Regions from separate parts of the Mus musculus genome. Here region 2 is linked to region 1. Evidence: chromatin contacts called from public HiChIP or PLAC-seq data. All regions are on one chromosome and are shown on one strand. The core of a region is the stretch at or near the end of the contact, and the rest is flanking DNA. Distances in the headings are between cores, read along the strand shown. Region 1 holds the start of Irf4 (interferon regulatory factor 4). Region 2 has its middle 44 kb from the start of Irf4.

Region 1 (7,586 bases), core at 3,154-5,653:
CTCTGTCTGACACGGCCAACCACAGCCAGATAATTCCTCTTTGGCTGGGGCTTTCATCTCCTAACAGTGGATGTGTGTCCTGGCACTGTGAATAACTGATAATTGCCTGCACAATAAGCCAGTGTATGTTTCTTCCTGAATCCTTTCTCTTTGACTGTGATCAAGCATGTGCCAGACTAACCGCTCCTGAGTAGCCCATAGGAACAAGAAGGAACTCACACCCCGAGCCTCAGGTTGACCATAAGCAATGCAACTTTCCCTGAGACATAATCTCTACCGCCCCGTGTGCCCCAGCATCACTCCTGTGTTTTACAGTGTTCTGCTGAAAAGAAACATAGCAGATACAGTTTAGAATAATCCAGAGCCAAGCCACGTTGCCAATGGGTGAAATGAGACAGTGCCATTTGCCTTTCACCTCTTGCTTCAGTTTTCGAAAAATTGTCCCCAGTGATTACAGAGTATTTGCATTTTTGTTGGCTTGGGAACGGGAATTGGCAGCATCAAGTGTTTCCTTGCTTAGAGCCACGTCACTATTTACGTAGCAAACATTACAAGTCAGAGAACGGAGCATTACAGGGAAACTTCTTAGAATGCTCACAATCAAAGGAGACAAAAAGGGAACAGTTGGTTGTTTATAAACATGACGAAGGAAGAAAGGGACAATGTTGCTCTAGAGTCACAGACTTTGTGACTCCTTATTACATGATTGATGAAAATGACAAGTCTCATCTTCTATAGGATTGAATGTGGTTTTTTTTTCTACCATATGCATTGACTCCTGGTATTAAATGTGTTCCCAACAACTTCTCCTCAATGGCTGATGATCTGGGGATGTTTGATACTGGAATTGTCTGAAGTCACAAAACACTTAGAGGATTTTTGCAATTTCAGTTAAGGTATATTCGGGACCTTATATAAAATAAATAGTTGTATTGTTGCCCACAAATACATCACTTTACTAATAATGTTCAGTTTAGCTCTTGGGATCCATGCCCAGCTTTTTCACATGGATGCTGAGAATTTGAACTCAGGTCTTTATGCTTGCAGAGTAAGCACTCTTACCAACTAAGCCATCTCCCCATACCCCTGACTTTAACCCAAAGTGGAGCAAATAGATGCATGCATGGGTAAGACAGGTTCACAAAAGCTTACTTCTTGGGCAAGTCACAGTGATGGCTAGTGGCCTCTCTGGATCTCTCTTCTTATGTGCACAATTGGACTAAAATGCGTTGCCCTGAACACCATACAGGTACATTTGAAGGGTGCATATCATTATGTCTGTGACAGTTCCCAAGGGCTAATGTAGGATATACGTAATCATAGTCCAAGTGGGTGAGCACTTGCGATGCACATAATTTTGTTGTCAGAGCACTGCAGAAAGCAGGGTCACCGCCACTCTTGAACGTGGGAAAGTTAACTCACCACCCACGCTTTCACCCCTGTGAACTCTAGACACCTCCTCTCGTCCATGTATCATGAAGTGGTTGTCAGGGCTCACAGTGGGCGTTAGTCCATGCACCTGGAATCAAAGCATCAGAGGTTTTGTCTTCGTTTTAAATCAGAGGCAATGCATTAAAACAACAAAGTTTTTTTCTTTCCTGTTTTATTTTTTAATGTTTTATAAAATAATTTTTCCCAAAGATAGAATTTTACTTCAAAACAAAACAAAACAAAACAAAACAAAACAAAAACAAATGTAGTTCTCATTTTAAAAGAGTGAGGTCATCAGAAAATACATTTATCCGAAACAAGGTCTCCGTCTCTTGGAAGAGAGAGTACTGGGAATTGAACCCAGTGCCTTCCACACACAAGACAAGCATTCTACTGCCACGGTACACCCTAGGCTGAATAATGTCTTTCTGAGTATCTAACACTGACTGGCTCTATAAACCACTTGTTCTTACTTGTGAATGTATAATTTTAAAAGGTCAATTCTCAAAATACTGAGCTGCAGTCTAGCTTTTCTTACCGTCTTTTTATGGGAAGTATGAATGAAAAGTTTGCCCCATTCAGACCTCGATCACTGCTCAGTGGCTCCTTAGCCCAATAACATTAGTAATCTCCTCGGGGAGTATGGAGCTCTGCCTTTGGGACGGATGCTCAATTCACTAATTTCCTGTGACATTTTTCAAACAACAGTCCGCCATCTCACTGTGACATGTATCGATTTTCTTAAGTGTCAGTGCGAAAGAGGATGGGAAATTGCCTACTGGCAAAATTGTCCCCATTCTTTCAAGTCTGACTGTGATTTAAGAAGTTCTTAGTGGTCAGCTAGAAGGGCCCACCTGGCCATTCCTTCCTCTCCACCAGCAACAATGGGAGCATGTGATTCACAAGGGAATCACATTCAACTAAAAAGAGAAACCGGGGTATGCTGTTTGCAAGGAACGGTTGAAACTGGAACTCAATATGTCGTGTGGTGTGAAATAAATGTGTGTCTCACATGTTTTCCCATGCTGGGGGCAGGGGTAAGAAAGTAAAAGGCAGACTGGTTAAAGACATGGGGTGGGGAGGGCTGGAGGGACGAGTGGTAAGAAATGGCGACAGAGGAGATGAAGGTAATGTCATAATGAAACCCATCACTGCTGTGTGCAACTAATAGATGCTAATAAAATAGGAAGTTTTAATGATTTAGGTAGCTTATTGCTTGCATTCACCTCACTGTTAAACTATCACTTCTGGGGGATCCACACAACGAGCGAGCGAGTAAACCAGAAGATGGCGTTGAAGATTAGTAATCATATCTTTTAAACAAGATAACCATGTGAAGTCTCAAAAGGTTTCTTGTAATGACTGTTGTTTAAACTTCTGAAAACAGAGGATGTAGATTGGCTGAGGAAAATGTTGAAACCGCCTAAGTCAAGGTAGAAGACACGTGTGTCTAAGTGAAAAAAAGAAAAAAGAAAAAAAAAAAAAACCAAAAACCTCGGGTTGGCTGCTTCTGTCCTTAGTCTGTGCACGCTTTGAAGAAATGTAATTCCTCAGCAGCAAGGCTGTGCTATCTGAAGCTACAATCTCTGCTTTGCTCCGAGGTGTGTCTCTGGTGACCGGGATAGTTCCCGACAGACAGAAGGTGTTCAAAGAATATTTTTGAATGAATGAAACCCCAAAGGAAGAAGAGGGGAAAATGGGTGTGACCAAAATTTTCTTTGAACGAAACTCTGTTGTTTACTACCAGGGCTCTGACAATGGAAAACTAATTGGGGTGAAAGAACGACATGGCATCCTGTTAATTTCTGAGAAAGCCTGTTGATGTTAGGAAAAAAAAACATGCCGGTGGGCATCTCTGCACCAGTTTTCCTGTGGCCAAAATCAGATGTTTCTCCTAAAGTCCAGAACCCAGGATGGAAGATTAAAAGAAAAACTGAGAAACATGTGAAATGAAAAAGTTGTCAAATCTTTACAAACGCTCCAAGTTGACCTGTGGTGGTGGTAATCTAAAATGATACAGAAACTGGTAGTCTGCTTGCTTACCTGAAAACACCAAGATAACATATAAGCTCCAGGCATCCAAGCTGAGCTGGAGAAAGTCAGCGGCAAAAGCTCATGGAGTTTACATATGAAGGTCAAAGAAAACACGAAAATAAAGTAAAACCTTCAGTCAGCCTAGCTGTTCTATTTGGGGCATTGGTACCTCACCGGCAACTGCCTCCCACGAGGCTGAGGTTAAAATTATCATTTTAAGGTGAATTGACATCCGGAAGCGCGCTAACTACCTGAGTACTCAGGGATCCCCCATCTCTTTTATGTTGCCATGATTGAAACTTTGGGGACTGTGCTTGTCTGAGTCATCTCAATTCGTCGGTTTCATTCACCCAACATGTATAAGCGTTTCAAACACAGTATTTGGGCCACGGCTTATAAACTTGCCTTTCTATTTTTCTTTTTAGTGAGCGTGATATTCTCTAAACGCTCAGAGAGACAAGACTCCGCTTTGCCCAAGGATGCTCCCGACCTCTCTCAGTCTATCTCTTCTGTCACATGCTGTGAGAACCAAGTTCCCTGTGCTCCAGACTCTCCATCACTTCCCAACCTGGCCATGAGCAGTTAGTAGTTATCAGCTATGCTCAGTGCAGATTCCAGTATCCCCTTTGCATGCCTCCACCTTCACAGGAACGGGCCATACCGACTTGTCCCATCCGGTTGAGGATTTCTGAGTACATCAGAGTCCCCAGCCCCCTCCACAGGAGGAGCTGAAGAAAGCCAGGGTTTGTCTGAAGTGGGACAGCCCTTGACCCGGTGGGCTCTAGTCCGAAGCTCCTGTTCCTGCGGGACACCCAGGCACAAGGCAGAGGTGGGGGGCGGTCCTGGGTATGGGCAAGCCACGCCCTCTCAAGGCGGGGCCGAAGCGCCCGCCCTGCACTCCGCCTCCGGCTCTATAAAGTTCCTCTTTCTCACCTCACTTTCCTAGTTTCACCACTTGAACTTGGGACCCTTTGCTGCCCTCAGCTAAGAGTGCGGGTGAGGTAAGGCCTGTAGTCGGGCAGAAGGAGGAGTGTGAGGCTGGTGGCAGAGGAAGCCTGGCTTCCATCTCTGAGCCTGAGGGAGAATGCTGAGATAGCGGACCCAGGCTCCGCTCATCTACGCTGCCCTAGGACCTGTGCACTTCGGGTTTTGTATGAAGCTGTTTGGGTGGGAGTTCCAGAACATCCCCCACGGGCTGGGCGGGACGAGCTAATGGGACTGTGGTGTCATCAAAGGATCGCACTGGCCACAGCTTGTCCTCAGAGGGACAGCCTCTGACTCTCTCTGCTCCAGTGGAAAGCTCCTTTCCAGCCCTGGTTCCTAAAGGACCCAAACTCATCTAGGGCTCCAGAGCGTGATTCCTAGGCCGGGCAGCCAAGAAGAGCTGAGAGCTCCAAACTTAGGGTGCTCAGAGCCCCTTTCCCCGCATGCCCCTTCTTCACTTCTCTGGCAAGAGTGCTAGTGTTGCTGTCCGCAGCACCCCTTATTCCCAGCCTCGGCTTCATTCCTGCCAGGGTTCACGCTGACATTCTGCAGGTTGGAATCTCCTGTTTCTTGGCTGCGCTGCTTGCCCCATAACCAGACTTCCACTTGTTGCTTCCAGGACCCACGTGATGGTCTCTGGTTGGGTAGGCCTGGGGTTATTCCGAGGACAAAGTAAGGGTGTCATAGAAGAAAGTCAAGAGAGTAAGCTAGGTACCGCAAACCTGCATGGCAGGGACACAGGACCTGGACAAGGGCTAGTCCATGTGCCAGGTCCTTTTCGCCTGGGGCAGCCAGGGCAACCTAAACCCAGGAAGGGGCAAGTGTAGAAACAGTGAGGGAAAAGTGGGATGAAAGCTACTTGGATCCAGCACAGAGGGACGAGTGAGCAAAGTGAGCGCCCCAGCGTGGCGCAAGACTTGGGATCTGCAGAGAAGCTGTGTAGCTAGGAGCTTTCAACGGAGCGTGTTAATGTAAATGTAAATGAAGAAATTACCTAATTTTTTTAATAAAAGAAAGAACAGACAGGCAAAAAAAAAAGGAGGAGGAGGAGGAGGAGGAGGAGGATGGTGCGCGCCAAGGGATGCTCTCTATACCTTCGTCAAAGTACCTTCTCTTGGGGGACTTCGGAGACTCTGGCACTGCACCCGAGCACCTTGGCAGCCTCAGAGACTCGGGGCCTCGTGGGCACTGCAAGAGTTTGGGACGGGGCTTCCTCCCGCCTCCAAAGTGATGCGAAGGTAGTTGCAGGGAATGTGTGTCTCTCCTCAGCGCACAAGCCCAGGAGGAGGTCCGCACGCGTCATGAACTTGGAGACGGGCAGCCGGGGCTCAGAGTTCGGCATGAGCGCAGTGAGCTGCGGCAATGGGAAACTCCGACAGTGGTTGATCGACCAGATCGACAGCGGCAAGTACCCCGGGCTGGTGTGGGAGAACGAGGAGAAGAGCGTCTTCCGCATCCCGTGGAAACACGCGGGCAAGCAGGACTACAATCGTGAGGAGGACGCTGCCCTCTTCAAGGTTAGCAGCATTCAGGGATCCCTGGGCAGGGGTGGGGGTGGGGATGGGGAATCTGAAAGCTCTGAATGTCTGTGGCTCCCGGGCAAGGGACTAAGAGGTGGGCTCCTGCAAGGAGGAGGCCAGAGCATCAAGCATTGGACCCTGCTTAGGCAAAGTCCCCAGGAGAAGGGAAAGAGGTTGCAAACTCTCCGGGGATTGCATACACAAGAAACCAGGTCCCAATACTGTTTGTGTGGAGGAAAGAACTTCCAGCTTCAGGGGCATCTCTGGGGGACCGAGGTTCCGTTTGCATAGCCCATTCGCTGTTTCCTGCCACCACCACCGACTGCTAGGGCCACTCTCTGCTTCCCTGTCTCTCTGTGTTTTGTTATTTTTCTGAGTTTCTCTCTCTGGGTTTTGTTTCTTTGATTGGGCACCTCTACTGTCTGGTTCTAGTTCTAGAAGCTGCGATCTCTGATTTTCTTTCTTTGAGTAGCTTTGACTATTCCGAGTCTTTCTCTGGTATCCCCCTCCGACCCCGTGTGAGTCCCTTAGGACTGATGTCCCCAGAGAACTGGCTCACTGAACTGTGAAGCCCCCAGCCTCCACCTGCCAGCAGGCCGAGGAAGGGGACTTCCTGCGGGAATTTGTTCAAAGTACCTCTGTGATTTTGTAGATGTCCTCTCTGGGGCCTGCCCCCTCCACAGCTCTGTCCCCAGTCTTGCCCACACTTGATTCAGGCGCTGGGCGTGTACAGCCCATACTAGGGGTCTCAGGACCCCACTAACATCATGTTCCACATTTCAGGCAACAGCAAATTTGAAACAGTAACCTTCCTTGCTGAAATGCAATCCATAGAATTCTTTTGACGCTCTGGGCTTGACTTTTCTTCTCATCGTTCTTAGGCTTGGGCATTGTTTAAAGGCAAGTTCCGAGAAGGGATCGACAAGCCAGATCCTCCTACTTGGAAGACAAGATTACGATGTGCTCTGAACAAGAGCAATGACTTTGAGGAATTGGTCGAGAGGAGCCAGCTGGATATCTCTGACCCATACAAGGTGTACAGGATTGTTCCAGAGGGAGCCAAAAAAGGTAAGGGGTTTTCCCAGCCCAGGTGGCAGGATAAAGGCATTATGGCACTCAGAGAGCCCTTCTTCCTAGAGACAGTCACGTCCTACCTCTGCTGTAGGTTAAGCCCAGATGTCCTTTTGCCCATGTCCTCTCTGTTATAAGTGACAACCCTGTGGTGTTAGTATAGGATGACCTGGCAGACTTTAAGCCCCATGGGTGTGTGGGTTATGCACTTGAAGGCATTATTTTCAGTTACTCCATTCAATTAGGATCTGGATCAAATTTCCAAACAAAATCTGGAAAATCCATTAAATGTTTACTTACCTAATATCCTCTAGTAAGCATTTTCAAGAGGAGAAAGCACATCCCACACCCCATACATATTCACACTTCTTGTAATAAAACTGCTAGAGTTTCTGGTTTAACATGGCCTGCTAGGGTGGTTATGAATATTCAGATCTTGAGTTCCCTCTCTTCCAACTAGTCTACCTCAAGCAGTGCTCAGGAATCTGCATTTGGTTCCAACCATACAGGATGCCTTAACTAGGTACCATCTCACAACCAGAAACC
Region 2 (7,586 bases), core at 1,462-3,961, 43 kb after region 1:
ATTCTGGGGCATGGACCCATTGCAGTGGGTGGCTTGGATTTGCCCTCTGCGTCTTTGCTCTTGGTGTGAAGTTCCTATCTCCCTCCTGTTGTGGTCAAGTCTGCACAATATGAGTCCTGCTACAGAAGAGTTGAGCATTTGGGGAGACCCTGAATCCCACACTCTGTTTGTTAGCAGAAAGGGTAAAGTATACAGTTGTATTTTCAGGGCTACAGTGAATGTGTTCTGGGGAGGGTCAGGGCAGCGCTGGCTCATGGCAAGTGCTCATTAAAGGAAAATCCAAGCAATGCAGGCATTTCAGACCTAGGGAACAAATGCTTCCCGGGGCCTGAGATGGGGCCTTGGCAGTGGCTCCTGGCCTAGAGGGGGCCTGTCTAGGGGGAAGATGATGCTGGGGCGCCTGCAGGGCTTGGCTGCACACAGAGGTCCTAGGAGCCCAGGTCACTGCAGGGCAGACTGCCGGGAAACAGTTCATGGATTTGGTACCATGCCCATTGAAATTCTGCTGAATGGAAGCTGAATGAGTTAGAAATCAGAGTAAACCACAACTCGTGAGGAGGAAACAAGAGATGGTTCTAGAGAAGGTGAGGGTTGCACAGTGGCAGACAGTGGAAAAGCAGCCACCCATCCACAGGCTCTGAAACCCAACTTGTTTTTCCTTTTCAAATGACTACGATGATTGTGTTTGTTTTGGGTTTTTTTTTTTTTTCTTCCTCTGTTTTTTCTCTTCAGAGTTTGAAGTAGCCAGGTTCATTAGAATCCCTGTAAACCAGCTCGCTATGACTGAGCTGGCCTGCTCACTGGCTACTTCAGTCCTGCTGTTTCCCCAGTGGAAGATAAGAAAACCCACAGGTGAAAGACTAGAAGAGCTGTGCCTCACTCCTAGGCATAGTCTTTACAGACCAGAGAGCCTCCCTCTAGAAGCTGGCACAGGCCCACAGGGCCCTAGAAATACAGATGGGCTATGCCAGCGATATATCACCTGTAATAAAACATGGCACTGTAAGGTCGGACAATTTGACAAGTCAGTGGGCTTTTGGGGACCGAAAACCCAAACATGGGGGTCCTGGTGATGAGCCATGGGGAGATATGAACCAATCAGAAATAGGAAGGATAGCTGCTTTAAAGCTCCAAGGCTCTGGCTTCAGGTCAAGAAGCCAAGGTTGTGAGTGCTTAATGGTATTTAAACCCAAGCTGGGGGTGGTCTTCAGCCCTCAAGAAAGGGTAGCAAGGTCCATACACCGAAGTTTGCTGAAATAACTGGTCCTGTGGGATCCAGCGGGGGGGGGGGTGGTAGGGGGTGGGAGGGTGTCTTTGGGTCTTCAGCAAATTCCAGTACTGAGCCTATGGATGAAAGTAGGGACAGGTGACTGGATGGAGGATCACAGGTAAGAAGTGGGAGCAGGCTTTATAGCCATCTTGACAAGGCCCTACCCCATGCAGCTTAGCCATAGTTTACATGATGGGCTTTGGTGGAGTCTGAGAGGCAACCAGATTCAACGCTGCTGCATTTTCCTCTGGAAATGTTTTGAGCCTGTATACTGGCTAGTTTTGTGTCAACTTGACACAGGCTGGAGTTATCACAGAGAAAGGAGCTTCAGTTGAGAAATGCCTCCATGAGATCCAGCTGTAAGGCATTTTCTCAATTAGTGATCAAGGGGGAAAGGCCCCTTGTGGGTGGGATCATCTCTGGGCTGGTAGTCTTGGGTTCTAAAAGAAAGCAAGCTGAACAAGCCAGGGGAAGCAAGCCAGTAAAGAACATCCCTCCATGGCCTCTGCATCAGTTCCTGCAGCTTCCTGACCTGCTTGAGTTCCAGTCCTGCATCCTTTGGTGATCACCAGCACTGTGGAAAAGTGTAAGCTGAATAAACCCCTTCCTCCCCAGCTGCTTCTTGGTCATGATGTTTGTGCCGGAATAGAAATCCTAAGACAGCCTGTCTCTTAGCCTCCTGCCCCAGGTTCTAACTCCTGAATCTTCCTGAGTTTCCAGGTTTAGGGCTTCCAGTACCCTCCAACACAACTCTCAGGACTTGCTTGCCTGGCTCCCTACCTAGGATAGCTGAAGAGTGAGAAAACATATCTTGGGGGGGGGGGGGGAAGACAGGGCCCAAGGCAGAGGCGCTTCTGAAGAGGAAGCCCAAGCAGATGCTGCCCTCCACATGCAGTGGGGGAGACAGGCAGGAGCCCCAAACATGAGCTGGATGGAAGCCCATTCTCTTGGAAGCAGCTGGGCAGTTCTAGTGTAGACAGTATTCAGTATACAAAAGATGGTGGTCAAAAGGAACCCGGTTGACAAGACACTTTGTGTATCCTGCAGGCTGTTTCCCTTGACTCTGTCTTCCTGGTTTGTCCCCCTGTCCATCCATCCATCATTTCAGCTTCCCAACTTGGGTTGAAGTAGGTGGCCCCAATGGTCTCCTAAGTGAGGTATGAGGCGTGAGGAGCCCTCCTGGGCTGCCTCAGGTTGGGGACAGCCGCCAGCACATCCTCCTCACCTCTTTAACCTATTTAGTGAATGACTTATGCAATTGAAAGAAAGAAAAAAAAAACCCCAAACCAAACAACAACAGTAACGCAAGCAAGCCACAGCCTCACTGAGTTCCACCAGGAAAGTTAACTTTCTTGGTGGAAAGAGTGATACAGAGCTTAATCCTGTTTAGCTGGCACAGGCAGCTGCCACGGCTCTGTGAAAAAGAGGCGCGGCTGGCCTGACTCAGTGGAAGGAAGTGGTGTGTTTCCATCGCTGAACTAAAAAACAAGGTGGTTTGAGGAACGGCCTGCGTGTCTTTGGCATTTCCCTGTCTTGTTTATGAAATGAGGTGGGAATGAAGTCAGGGTTACTCTAATCTCGTCTTTTACAAGAAACCAAGAAGCCCTCGGTGGAAGGCAGGCTGGAAGCACTGGGGAAACTCAAGGGCAGTGGGACAAGCAGGGGGCTGATATGCTGCCTGCCTCTCCAACAACTGAATTTTAAATAGCCGGCCACCCTTGCCTTATCATTGAATCGTAGGCCAAGAAGTGATCTTATTTAAAACTGGACACACACACACACACACACACACACACACACACACACACACACCACTCTCAAGACCCAAAAGAACATAGGCACACACTGAGGGGGACCATGTGAGGATAAAAGGAAACATTATCTCCAAGCCAGAGAGTCTTAGGCAACCAGCCCAGTCTATGATCTGATCTTATATGTCAGCTTTAGGGATTATAAGCAAACGGTCTGCAGTAGTCAGTGCTGTGCAGCCTGGTGTTTCTTACAGGAATTCAGCATGCTTTCTAGAGTCTGATTTTTGCAAAGAAGCCTAAAACCTATTGAAGTGGATCCTCATTTACAGCTGAGGAAAATAAGCTTCCCTAATTTGGGCCCTCATACCCAACAGGAACCAGTCCTATTTCCCAAGTGTCCCATACATGCCTGATTGGGAGGAACAAGGGTACAGGAAGGTGTGTGGCCAGGTGGTTTCAAATGGGGACCAGGAAAGCACAGAGCGGCTGTTGCTAGTGCCCAGGAAAGGGGCAGAGGCAAAGGAGGCAGAATGGGCTGACTGGACTGGTACCAAAGGTGGCTGTGGGTTGGGTCTCTGGGCCGAGATCCAACTTCCACTGTAGAGGGTGCCCTGCCTGGTCAGGAGGCCATGGTAGAAAAGGGGGCAGTGACAGGCTACCCCAGTGTCAGCGAGGACAGGATGAGAGCCATGGGAAAGCTCTGGCTGCCCCTGACTTAAGAAAGGGATTGTCGTATCTGTGGTAAGACAGAGAGGGGAGGACCAAGAAAGATCCTAGGCATGTGTAACTGCCCATCTGATGATCAGAGACTTGCCAAAGGAGCTGTACTGCCAACACTACCTGGAGCTGGGGCATGGCTACAGTGCCCAAGGTCGTGGCATCAAGACCCTAGAGCTGCCAAGAACAGTGCCAGGGAGACAAAGAGAAGATAGTGGCAGGGTGAGGAGAAGAAGCACAGGTGACCAGGAAAGAAGTGACCAGGAAGCCAGGGAGAGCCATATCTCATGGAGTGCTGCCAGGACCCTGAGTCAGTGATCCTGGCAGCTGCAGTTTGGGAGTAACCGATGAAAGTCAGAGAGACAAGATGAATTGTCAGAATGCTGAGTCCGGGTGATTTGAGGAGTGACTATACGGAGGAGAACTGAGGGACTTGGCCAGTGTAGGGGTGCCCTGAGAAGAGAGACTGTTTCTTGAGGGAACTAGTGAGGCGTTTGTGCCTGTGAGAACGATGCGGTACAGAGAATACCTGCTAATGCAAGGGGTCATGTAGAACCACAGGTTATAACAGCCTGGAGGGCATGCAACGGGGCCAAGCGCCACCTCCCACTTCTTCCCCACTAGGAAGACCCAGTTCTGTTCTCCTTCCAAGAAGCCATGGCACTTACGGGAGGCCCCTAAAGTGACTGAGTTCTCACCAAGCAGAGATGTGACATTTCCTGGCAGGTGGGGTGGTTTTTCCACCCTCCTGTGAGCAGAGACTGCAGGAATTTGCCTGTCTTTCTTCTGACCCCAGACTTACCACCATGCACAGCAAGTACTTTGGGATCTTAAGGAGACTGTTTGAAAATCAGAGTAAACAAGCGGAAAATGACAGTGGGTTGGCTACTTGGTGTCCCTGGCCACTAGAAACCAAACGCTAGCCTCTCGTTAGGTGAGACCGTGAATGCCACATGGGTCAGCTTTTTTCTTTCTTTCTTTCTTTCTTTCTTTCTTTCTTTCTTTCTTTCTTTCTTTCTTTCTTTCTTTCTTTCTTTCTTTCTTTCTTTCTTTCCATGTCTTTGATCTTAGAACTAGAGCATAGAGTGTCCTCACCTATGTTCTGAAAGAGATCTGACAGCATTGTATCACATCAATAAATAACTGAGAAAAACCAACCACCTTAGAAAGAAGAAGGGTTTTCCGAGGGTCACTTGAGAGGGCTTCGCCTGTGGTGTGCTGACTTCCACTGTAGTAAGCACTATAACAGCTTGTCACATGGTGGAGGGATACCACTTCCCTCCTGGCTGGGAGTCAGAGGCAGGCTAGGAGTGCTACAATCTATTTCAAGGACACACTCCCAATGACCTAAACCTTAACATAAGTCCTATTTCCATTTACGAGTCCACTACCTCCTTGGGGACCAGTCCTCTAGCACATGCACACTTGGGATTTGTATTTCAAAATAATTTAACTTTTCCTTTAAATATTTAAAATGTGTGAAGGAAGACACCTACGCCTAGGAGTTTCTTTGTGAGAGGAACATTAACTATAAATACAGTTGTACCTGTTCAGGTTATTGAATTCTTCTCCTTCTTTGGAATAGGGTCTCATACTATAGGCCATACTAGTCTCCAATGTACTATGTATCCTGGGTTGGCAGGAGAGGCTGAGCAAGGCAAGGGTGATGGTGTGAGCATTCAGGGGCCCTGGGAGGCATGAGGTCCATCTGGCTAGTGGAGATCTTGAAGGAAAAGGAAAGAGAAAAGGAGAGATATGAGACCTGGTTTGAAGACGGAGGCTTTGATATTCTGAAACATAACATTCTCTTCGGTAGTGGAAACAGAGCACTTGTCACTAGAAGGGAGGATGCTAATTTCATGTCGAATGCATTCCCTGCCTCTAGAGCAGCGGCTCTCATCCTTCCCAATGCTGCAACCCTTTAACAGAGCTCCCCATGTTGTATTTCGTTGCTACTTCATAACTGTAGTTTTGCTACTGTCATGAATCATAATATGAATATGTGATATGTAGGATATCTGATATGCCATCCCCAAAGGGGTAGTGACCACAGGTTGAGAACCACTATCCTAGAGGATGCTGTGTCAATGAGGGGCAAAGGGCTCCCTGAGTCCCAGGGCTCTTCACGCTCGCTGGAAACCACGTGAGCACTTGCTCATCTCCAGACTCTTTCCCAAGTCCCCTCTTCTTGCTTTCAGGACTGGTCCTAGCGAGGCACCTGTACTCTAAAGCTCTTTGGGGATAGAAACACTCAAGCACCACTTTCACTTTTAACATGCTTAAATGGCCCTCAGTCCTTCCTAGCAATTTACTTTGAGGTAACTTCAGACAGACAAAACTGTGAAGACCATACACGTTTGGTTTCCTCTAATGTTAACATTATTTTCACAAGCATTGTAGACTCATGCCAACTGGACTTAGTGCTACTAAGATACAAAATTTGCCTCCAGATCTGTCTGCAGCAATTATGCCATTTGCAGAGCAGCCACCAGCAGGAGACCTGCTTTTTGTTTGTTTGTTTGTTTGTTTGTTTTACTGCCCCCAAATTTCAATGCATTTGTGACATCTTGGATCTGCAGGTGCAGCTGAACGGGAAAGAGGGAGGAAACAGGAGAGGTGGGAAGCACGCGCTGTCACCTCTGCTCTTGATGATGGCCCTCTGAGGGGTGAAAGTGCTAGCAAAACAATTCTGTTGTGGCTTGCTGTGGGGAGAGACCAGCTACTTGATAGAAATGGAGATAATGGTTGTGGGATACTTTACAGTTTACAGAGCTTGTCACCAAATGACTAAAGGGTGTCCAGAATCGGAGTGTGACTCACTGTGAGTCCTAGAGCAATGAGGGATGAGGAGCTCTTGGTGATGACCTGGTCCATCTCCACCAGGCACAGAAACAGAACCTGGGCGAGGGGGGGGGGGGTCAGTGCTGGGAGTTAATTCTCCATTCTCCAGCATCACAGCCGAGGAGGGAAAGACTGCTTACATCGGACCTTCCAATACTGCTCTGCTAAACATTTTCAGTGCTATCTCCAGAGTACCAGCTTCTGTGGTAAAACTCCTAGCTAGGACAGAAATAAGGCAGCCACCCTGTGCTGCCCTTCTGATGAAGAGTTAAAGGGGGTGCATTTGAGGATCTCAGACATCATTCCCAGGTCATGCAAAGCCTGCCAGGCCAAGAAGCAGAACTCTGCTGGAGTTGAGGGAGGCCTAAGGAATCCCAAGTTTGGGAATATGAAATTTTAATTCTTTTTCACTCTTTCCTGAGGGTTCACCCTCAGAGGTGCAGACAGAGTTTTATGAAATCCTGTTTTTACTCAGGACATTCTTATGCTTAATGACATAGTGCTCCATGGTTTTGTTTTGTTTGTGTTTCAAATGGTATCTTCATGCTTTTGAAATATTCAGAATAACTCAAGTTTCATCTGTGAAGCAAAGTATCAAAATAAATAAACGCTTTTTGGGAGAAGGGGGAGGCAAAGTCTTTATGACATTTTCTTCAGATGAAAGAACACTGAGGTCCCCTGAAATAAAGCAGTTGTGGTCTGCTCTGTGTGTGTGTGTGGGGGGGGGGGAGGTTAGGGGGTCGTTAGGGGGGGAATTTGGAACCACCAGAATGATGGTAGAATCATTTGGTACCAGCTTTGGGTACCAAACAGCACATCTCTCAACCTGACCCTCACTGTCTCCTTCAGGTGGCAGAACTCATAGATCAGAAGCAGGCGTGTGTATGGGGAAGTAGAAGCCAGGCTTGTCGAATACACTGACTGCATGTTACCAAGAGTAATGACTGATAGCCAGAGTGACTTTTCTACTACAGGGGAGTACAGCAGAGAAAGACAGTCTCATGGCT

What was found. HiChIP or PLAC-seq counts read pairs in DNA pulled down with a chosen protein or histone mark.
Region 2: a contact with region 1 is called in a BATF HiChIP or PLAC-seq map of CD8 T cells, with 38 read pairs. The contact joins the enhancer-like site here to the promoter of Irf4 in region 1. A contact is called at or near these places in 2 of 39 promoter capture datasets (the 3T3-L1 cell line and macrophages), 15 of 484 Hi-C or Micro-C datasets (CD4 T cells, CD8 T cells, CD8 central memory T cells and 6 more), 6 of 115 datasets of contacts at active chromatin or transcription factors (the 230-238 cell line, CD8 T cells, memory CD8 T cells and 2 more) and 2 of 9 other capture datasets (adipose tissue and liver).

What each region holds. Positions count from the first base shown.
Region 1 is chr13:30,744,830-30,752,415 of GRCm38.p6, forward strand. It overlaps Irf4 (interferon regulatory factor 4), which reads left to right and starts at 4,404. Exons shown (of 9, transcript NM_013674.2): 1 at 4,404-4,466; 2 at 5,719-5,966; 3 at 6,851-7,037. The coding sequence starts at 5,751.
Region 2 is chr13:30,789,785-30,797,370 of GRCm38.p6, forward strand. It overlaps a transcript of Exoc2 not described here. Among named protein-coding and RNA genes, the nearest start is that of Irf4, 44 kb to the left of the region's middle. Within about 2 kb of position 2,712, at least 66 of the 459 cell types and tissues checked have an H3K27ac peak or open chromatin away from gene starts, as enhancers often do. A contact at or near this core is called in CD8 T cells, CD8 central memory T cells, Th17 cells and 6 more, where this site is marked.